Regions from separate parts of the Hordeum vulgare genome. Here region 2 is linked to region 1. A link is a contact called in public Hi-C data. All regions are on one chromosome and are shown on one strand. The core of a region is the stretch at or near the end of the contact, and the rest is flanking DNA. Distances in the headings are between cores, read along the strand shown. Region 1 holds the start of LOC123403436 (probable polygalacturonase). Region 2 holds the start of LOC123402907 (GPI ethanolamine phosphate transferase 2).

Region 1 (4,343 bases), core at 863-3,362:
CTGCTACAATATTTTTCGATCTTCATTATGGTTACCAAGCTTGAAGCATGTCATTGGTTCGGTGTGTCAACAGTGAAGCCTTTGTCTTGGCGTTATAAAAAAGTTTCTAGAACAGTGTTTAAACCTCTTGTAGGTCATTCAGACTTTTTGTGGACTATGAGCAAAGATGAAAGTAGCTTGGTTCTTGTTTGTATTATGCATGCATTCGATTGTTGTGTTTTTTTCCGTGTCATTGAACATCACATATGTTCATGAGAAGAAGATCCACTTTTCGCCTACATGGTGAAATGATCCGCCTTGATATAAGATATTTGAGTTAAGGGTTGAAAGTTTGGAAGAGGGGTTGTAGAGAAGTTAGCCACCACTAAGCCTAGATGGGTTGACATGATATTAAGACAGTCGTTTGGTTACGGTTAGGAACTGACAGGGTTGTAAACCTGTGTAAACTGGATAGCAATGATCGAGGTTAATTAATATACAACCCTCCCCCTCCCACCCCCAAAAAAGGAGAAGTTAGACATGTGACATGTTAGGTAATTTTCAAATAATTAGTTAAATGATAACATAAGTTATGATCAAGTGTCAAAATATTATATATTCCAATTCCTCCCAACATCGGTCCTATTCAGATGTCATGTGTCTCATATCTCCACTCCTCGTCTTATATACATTTATAAATTCTCACACCAACGAACAAACAAATAGCCTTTTTAGTGTATAAGCACATGAATTTATACCTAACTATCCCCTAAACACAAACTATTATCTCTCTCTAAATTTACTGGATGCCGATATCTGTCACACGTGTGGCACGAGGACGTCCGGGATGGACACTCCCATGGTTACAAATTTCATCATGTCACTGAATGCATGCATAACTAACGAAAATGATGATGTCAATATTTTTTTTGGAGGGTTTCAACTTTTAAAATGTTTTATTTTTGAAATGAATTGCCGATTGAAAAACTTTTTTCACCAGTAAATCCATGGTGACGAGATGTTCGAAACAAGATCTCATATCGATATATTTTGGAGACATTTTTTTGGGTTAAAAGTTGTCATGTCTATTGCACATAAATTGTCATGTTGTTTACAGGGTAGTTGTCATGATATGTTTCTATCTTTAAAGTAAATTTTGACATGTTTAAAAAAAGAGCAAACCAAAAGACTAAGTTTGCCATGATGAATTACTAGAATTTGCCATGAGTCATGAAATGATTTTGACATGGTTCATAATTCAAAATGCATGATCAATGATTCAAATTTGCCATGAACCATAAATTAAAATTGTCATGATGAATTACTTAAATTTGCCATGATACATGCACTAAAATTTTCCATGGTTCATATAAAAAATATTTTTCATGGTCAAAATACTAGAATTGCCATATTCAAAATACTAAAAATTGCCATCGTCTATAAACTAAAATTATCATGATCTATAAACTAAATTTACGACGATGAATTACTAAAAATGGTCATCAACCATGAATTAAATTTGCCGTGGTTAATTACTAGAAATTGCCATGGTCAATTAATAAAAAAATTCCATGAAAATTAGTTGAAATATAATGGTAGATTTAAATCTATAAATAACATAGATGAAACATATTGTGGCAACTTTAGTGTAAATGCGATGGCAACTTCAGTGGAAATATCATGTCAACTTTTGGCCTGTAAAAGTCATCAAAACATGTCAATATGAGTTCTAGTATTGAAAATCACGTCGAGAATGAACTAATGATAAAAATGGATTTTTATTCAATTTTTTTTACTTAAGAGATAAATATTTTTAATTTCTAAACCCCCAAAAGATTCCCTTGATATCATCAGTTTGATGTGGCAAAATGAATGATAATAAAAACGTTGGAACCATGTTCCTTCATACCACACATGTGGCACGTTTGGGATTTTCTTACCTTTAACCCAAACAAGCCATGCATTAATAGGGTATATCAACCGAAATAAATCCCTCACCGTCCGATCTAAATCCGACGGCTAATACTAAGCCACGAGTCCCAACGATTCTCACCGTCTTCTTCCCTTCGACGGCGCCCGTGACAGGGCACCCGCGAATGCCACGCCTGCTTGCTCCTCGCTTCCGCCTCACTCAAACGGCCTCTTCCCTCCTATAAACCCATCTCAGCACCAACCGCTCCAATGGCGGAATTCCCCAAGCCCGCTCCCCCTCCCCCCTCGCCCCCGCCCGCCTCCCCGGAACCCCAGCTCGCCGCGCCCCGCCGCACCCACTGACCCAACCCACGCCGCGCCGCGCGCCGTGCCCTAGATCGGGAGATCGGGGGGAGGAGAAGAAGGGCCCGCCCGCCTCGGCAGACCGCGGCGCGATGGTGGAGACGTCGGGCGGGAGGTGGAGGCTCCACCTCCACGGCCCGCGGCGGAGCGCGGCCGCCTTCCTCGCGGCCAACAAGACCCTGCTCGCCGCCGTGTGGGTCGCCGGGTTCACGCTCGTCTTCCTGTGGCAGAGCGCCTCCATGTTCGTCGCCGGGGCCGGGGGCGGGCCCCGCCCGGCGCTGCCGCCGTCGCGCCCGGCCCCGCGGCTGCGCCCGATGGCGTACAACCTGACGGACTTCGGGGGCGTCGGGGACGGGCGGACGGTCAACACCCGGGCCTTCGAGCGCGCCGTGGAGACCATAACGGCGTTCGCCGACCGCGGCGGGGCGCAGCTCAATGTGCCGCCCGGCCGCTGGCTCACGGGCCCGTTCAACCTCACCAGCCACATGACGCTGTTCCTCGCCGAGGGCGCCGAGATCCTCGGCATTACGGTGAGTGAGCGTTACTTGCAACCGGAGCAATGGGGTTAATTTTTCAAGTGCTATTGAATTGTGTCGTGGATCATGGCTAACATGTAGTTGAATTATATCCATCCCTTTGACTAGTTGGTTTGATGGGTAAACAAATCAACCAATGGTAAAAATAGAAGGATTTTTGTTGTGTGATGTGTCGCTAGGGCCGAAGGTTGAAGCGATACCGATGTTCAGATTGTTACCATTTTGGAAAATTGATGGGTAATAATTGCACAATATAATTACCACATTGTCTGTTTAATTCCAACTTCCGCACTATCCTTTTTTAGCCGGGCGAAACATTGCTGTCTATCTCAAAGGAAACATCTAGAATGTGTTCAGAGTTGGGTGGAATGTGGTTTGAACTGTCACTCTTAGCTCTCTGAATCTCTGATTCTATCATGCGCAGTTTCAGATTAGCAGGTGTATCTAGCTGGGGTTCTGATATTTTTCTGGACAGGACGAGAAGAATTGGCCGCTAATGCCAGCACTGCCATCTTATGGATATGGGAGGGAGCGCAAAGGGCCTCGTTTCGGGAGTCTAATTCATGGACAGAATTTGAAAGATGTTGTCATTACAGGTTTGCCTTTTATCTAAGTAAGCTGTCAATATCAACTTGTCAAGCTGTGTAATCTACAACACCCTATCATGGATTTGTTGATTAGCTATGAAGCAACATGCATGAGAGAAATGCATAATGTGCATATTAAGCAATCTAGTGATGGTAACAGTATACCAGCATGTCTGACTGTTTGAATAACACAAAGCAACTGCTTGACCTGTTTAATCCCTAATCTGAATGTACTTGATTTCGGTATGCATGCTTTGATGTCCCGCTTATTTGTTAAAAGTAGAACATTATATCCATAGCTTGAATAGCATATTCTCCAGTGATCTTTAAATGAGTAAATACTGAATAGGTGAGTTCACTGAAACAGCAGCACCTGCATTTTGGTGGTTTGAATATGCATTTGTTTCTCAATTGTATACTAAATTACGAACTGAATAATGATGATATGCTATGTTCATTATTCATTGGATGATAGCTCTTTAACCATCATGACTTCACTTCTTTTCACTCTGCTAAATAGGATACAATGGTAGCATAAATGGCCAGGGCGAAGTTTGGTGGTTGAAGCATCGTAGAAGAATGCTGAAGAACACAAGACCTCCACTTGTGCAACTGATGTGGTCCAAGGACATTGTTGTTACAAATATAACGTTGCGGAATTCACCTTTCTGGCACTTCCACCCATATGATTGTACAAATGTTACTGTTTCGAATGTTACAATCTTATCTCCTATTTCTGGTGCTCCAAACACAGATGGCATAGATCCAGGTATTCTTCCTGCAACTATTTTTAATGACTTCCAGTATAACCTAAATTTCTTTTTGCAATGTTCAGGTGTTACTTCAAGCATTTGCATATTTGTAGCATTAACTATCAGCTAATGTTGCATATCATCTAGGCTCGATTCTTATCTTAATAACAGACCTTGCTGATCAGAAACCATATGTAGGTATCTTCAGCTGACAT
Region 2 (4,343 bases), core at 817-3,316, 170 kb after region 1:
CAGACGGCTTCTCCTGGACACTGTTAGTAAGCAGCAGGCCCCCGGCAGTTTTATCTTCAGCTACAGCTACCTGTTATACAGGTCGAAAAGCATGATGATTATTATAACAAGACTCGAGGGTGGTAACCTAATATAGAATCAGCCACTAAACTGACACCAGTGCACAATCCAAGACACATATGTTGATGTAACCAGATGTACACAATAAATGTATGTGAAAATATCTACCTCGATAAGAACACGGTCGCTAAGAGGCTCCATGTCTTTCACATCCTCTGTCTCCAGAATACCTATTATATCGTCCTCTTTTAGGATCAGATGGTTGGAATCATTCAACTCCACCTCCATTCCAGCATACTTCGAATATACAACCTGAGCCCCAACCTACATAATAGATGATACATGTTACATCTGCCTTTACTCACCAACCACTGGTACAAACTTGTTGTATTCACAACTATCACGGCAGAAGACATGTAGTAAAAGGATGAAACCAAACACAGAACATGGCATATAACACGCATAAAACTCTAGAATGCAAAAAATGTAAGGCAAGCTTCATCATATTAGCACTTTAGCATGCTTCTGACTGGATTTGTTATAACTAAAACCCTACTCATAATATTTGAGCATACTGAGTTACTGAAAACTAATTATCACGGCAAAATATATAAAAGGACCGAACCAGATACAACAAAACTGGCACAGCATGCGTAAAATCCTAGAATCCAAAAACAGGTAACACAAGCGCGTTGCAAGCTTCATCATATATCAGCATTTTAGCATGCTTCAGGCTGGATTCGTTATAACAAAAATTCTACTCATAAGACTGAAACAAAGTGACTGCACAGGCCATACCTTAATGCCAACTTCTACTTTGCTATCCCCAATGGTTCTTCCCTCTCCAACAGCAACCACCTCGCCACTCTGAGGTTTAGACTGCGCAGTTGAAGGGAGCAAAATCCCACCGGTCGTCTTCTGCTCGGCAGTCTTGGTCTTGAGAAGCACCCTGTCGGCCAAGGGCTTGACCGTCGTGTACTGCAACCACCGGAATAACAGGATACAGTTTCAGATCCACAAGCATACTCACCGCATGAGAATTAGAGCTACAGCCTCAAGTAAAACGCTACAAGCAACAAAGAGAACATAACTGCTCTCTGGGGTATTTTTTGACATATTGACATTGGCAATTCCAATCTCATAGTTCATTTGACGACACAATTGATTGCTCATAACAGCTCTCTGACCTTAATTGTACCAAAACTGAAATCAAACGCACAGAAACCTCATCCACACACCACAGCATCGAGACCTTCAAATTCCCCAATCAAGATGAGGTAACCTCTAGAGAAAAACAAGGTACACGCCACTGATTCCTCCGGCAACCTCATGACTCGATTTGTCCCCTCTTCTGCAGCCACCCACCTTATCAGCTGCTATGCACATGTAACAGAGCGCACGAGAACCACCACCACCACCATCACCACCCCTCGCGGAAAACAAGCAGCGAAACCGTGGCGCATTGCACGGGGGGGGGGGGGGCACGCACCTTGGGGGCGACGACGGTGGCGGCCCTGGCAACGAGCCCGCGGAGCGCCCCCCGCCGGGCCGCCGGCGCGGGGACGCGCCGGGGCTCGACGGCGGCCGCCCCCTTCCCGGCGAACCCCGCCGCACCGCAGAGCTGCACCGACGCCATTGCCCGAGGACTTTTGCTCGGAGAATAATCCGAGGATAAACCCTAGCCTCGATGAGCAGAGCAATGGAGAAGCAAATGGGATGGGGAGGGGAGCGCTTTATCCATCCATCCGGTTCCCCCGAAACGCCGCGCTTCTTCCCATGGGCCGCGGGTGCAGCTTTCGGCCCGGTCTGTCAAGATTACGCGGGCTAAAATGGGCTTATTCCTCTTGGGCTTTGGGGTACCGGTCGTCAACTCGGCCCGTAACTCGGATGTCAAGCGGGCCTGGCCGCGTCTTCCTCCTCCTCGGCAGTCCGTGTCGCTCCGATACCCATTCCGGAGGAGCGGAAAAAACTAATACAGAGCCAGCAGCGGCGATCGCCACCGCCGACCGAGGGAGGGAAGCCATGGGCGCCGCCGTGGCGGGATGGGCCGTGGCAGCGGTGGTGCTGCAGGTCGCCGGACTCTCCCTCTTCCTCTACGGCTTCTTCCCCGTCAAGCCCACGCTCCCGGGCTTCAGGTCCGCGCCTCCGCCTCTGGCCCTGCTTTTCTCTGAGCCAGCAGGTTGTGTTTGTTTACTTCGGCTGATGCGCGTCTGGTGTGTGCGTGTGGTGGCCCGCAGTGGCGCGGAGAGCTACCGGGCGCCGTCGTGCGGCCCCGTCGACGGCGGGGAGGGGCCGGCGCTTCCTCCGGATCAGCTCAGATCGCTGTACAGGGTACGGCACTGCTTCCGTTTCAATTGTTCGCTCTACAGTTTAGTAGATCCGCCTAGCATTGTTTCGGTCCAGTGGCGGAGCTTGCACCAACAATAAGGAGGGGCCGGCATCAAAGGATGAACGAATTTAGTAATTTAGGATGATACTGTCTTCCGTTTCAGTATCATGACTGCTTTTACACGACTGTAAAAATGTAGGGGGTGGGGAGGGGGGCCTTGGCTGGGCCCCCTTGGCCCCAATGAAGCATTGCTATGCTCTGATGTTCGTCCGACATATCCTGATTTTTTTCAAGGTGTCATCTCCCAACCATTGATTGGATTGGGAACACGACGATACACACACAGTACAATAGTCATTGGGGGTTAGGTAATAGAATAATCGGAGTTTAGGATGGGATCAGCAAAGTATATGATTGGGTTGACAACACAACGATGCACACAAAGTACAATGTAAATTGGGGCTGGGTAATACAAGAATCAGAATTTACGATGGGGTCAGCAAAGCATGAGGTGGGGAACGAGATGAACTGGAGGAAGGTGCCTGATTCATTTTCTGGTCGATGCCCTTCCATGTCTCCTGCTCCCTCTCTTATATGCGCTGCCACTTCCTGTCCACCAGGCCCAGCACATGCTCCTGCCTAATTTAGGATGATTGTCTTCAGTCACTTTAATACTCTAAATATCACTACTAGTTTTACACGGTTGTACAAATGTAGGGGGGGGGGGACATTGGCGCCTCCCTTGGGCCCAATGATGCTTTGCCGTTAGTTCCAGAATGTTCCGATGTCCGTCTGTCAACTCCTTAATTATTAGTCCGAAATTAGCGCACGAGTCGTTTGTTACTTGAGGCGTCGTAGGATTAGAGGCACCCATGACTTCAGAAAAAAAAAGGAACGCGTGATCTCCTTGAAATCGCTAACCATACGAGAGAATAGCACAAAGGCATGCACAATCTCCTTTGAATCGCTAACCGTACGAGAGAATAGCGCGGGCTCAGAGGTTCAGCGCCTAATATTTTGGGATTTCCTAGGAAAACTTATACGCCTAACAATATGGGAAGGAAGGAGTACTATTTATTGTTAGTTCCAGAATGTTCCAGAATGTTCCGATGTCCGTCTGTCAACTCCTTAATTATTAGTCCGAAATTAGCGCACGAGTCGTTTGTTACTTGAGGCGTCGTAGGATTAGAGGCACCGATGACTTCAGAAAAAAAAAGGAACGCGTGATCTCCTTGAAATCGCTAACCATACGAGAGAATAGCACAAAGGCATGCACAATCTCCTTTGAATCGCTAACCGTACGAGAGAATAGCGCGGGCTCAGAGGTTCAGCGCCTAATATTTTGGGATTTCCTAGGAAAACTTATACGCCTAACAATATGGGAAGGAAGGAGTACTATTTATTGTTACAGAATGTTGTAGTGAGCCCAATATTTTAGAGTGCAAATATTGTCAAGGTTGCCACATTCTATGCTGATAAAGAACTTCATATGTACTCAAAGACTCAAATACAGTACAAGTTATCATCCATTTTATACTGATGAGCATTCCTAGAGCTTCTTATTTACTCAGTGTAAGTTATGCATTTACGGTTTTTAATGCTTGCGATTTTGTGTATGATTCATTCCAGGAACTTTCGGAGGTCCCCCATGTGTATGATCGCTTGGTATTGATGGTATGTCCTAAATCTGTATGCCTATTACTGGCAGCATAATCCTGTACATTTGCATGACTATTTATCTTACCTTTTCATGTTTGGCCTTTTGAGTCTATGAATGTCAATTTAGGTGATAGACGGGCTACCTGCTGAATTTGTACTGGGAAAAGGTGGAAAACCACCAACCAAAGAAATGATGGAGTCAATGCCATACACACAGTCTCTGTTAGCTGGTTGCAGAGCAGTGGGTTATCATGCAAAGGCTGTACCTCCAACCGTTACGATGCCCCGGCTAAAA

What was found. A called contact is a pair of places that touch in the nucleus more often than the background predicts.
Region 2: a contact with region 1 is called in a Hi-C map of seedling, with 2.8 times the contacts expected there. The contact joins the promoter of LOC123402907 here to the promoter of LOC123403436 in region 1. A contact is called at or near these places in 1 of 6 Hi-C or Micro-C datasets (seedling) and 1 of 1 datasets of contacts at active chromatin or transcription factors (embryo).

Annotation. Positions count from the first base shown.
Region 1 is chr6H:528,651,756-528,656,098 of MorexV3_pseudomolecules_assembly, forward strand. It overlaps LOC123403436 (probable polygalacturonase), which reads left to right and starts at 2,113. Exons shown (of 5, transcript XM_045097372.1): 1 at 2,113-2,783; 2 at 3,265-3,385; 3 at 3,897-4,145. The coding sequence starts at 2,346.
Region 2 is chr6H:528,824,874-528,829,216 of MorexV3_pseudomolecules_assembly, forward strand. It overlaps LOC123402907 (GPI ethanolamine phosphate transferase 2), which reads left to right and starts at 2,067. Exons shown (of 17, transcript XM_045096874.1): 1 at 2,067-2,195; 2 at 2,298-2,391; 3 at 4,019-4,063; 4 at 4,176-4,343. The coding sequence starts at 2,083. It overlaps LOC123402890 (20 kDa chaperonin, chloroplastic-like), which reads right to left and starts at 1,756. Exons shown (of 5, transcript XM_045096857.1): 1 at 1,550-1,756; 2 at 859-1,038; 3 at 229-384; 4 at 1-70. The coding sequence starts at 1,696.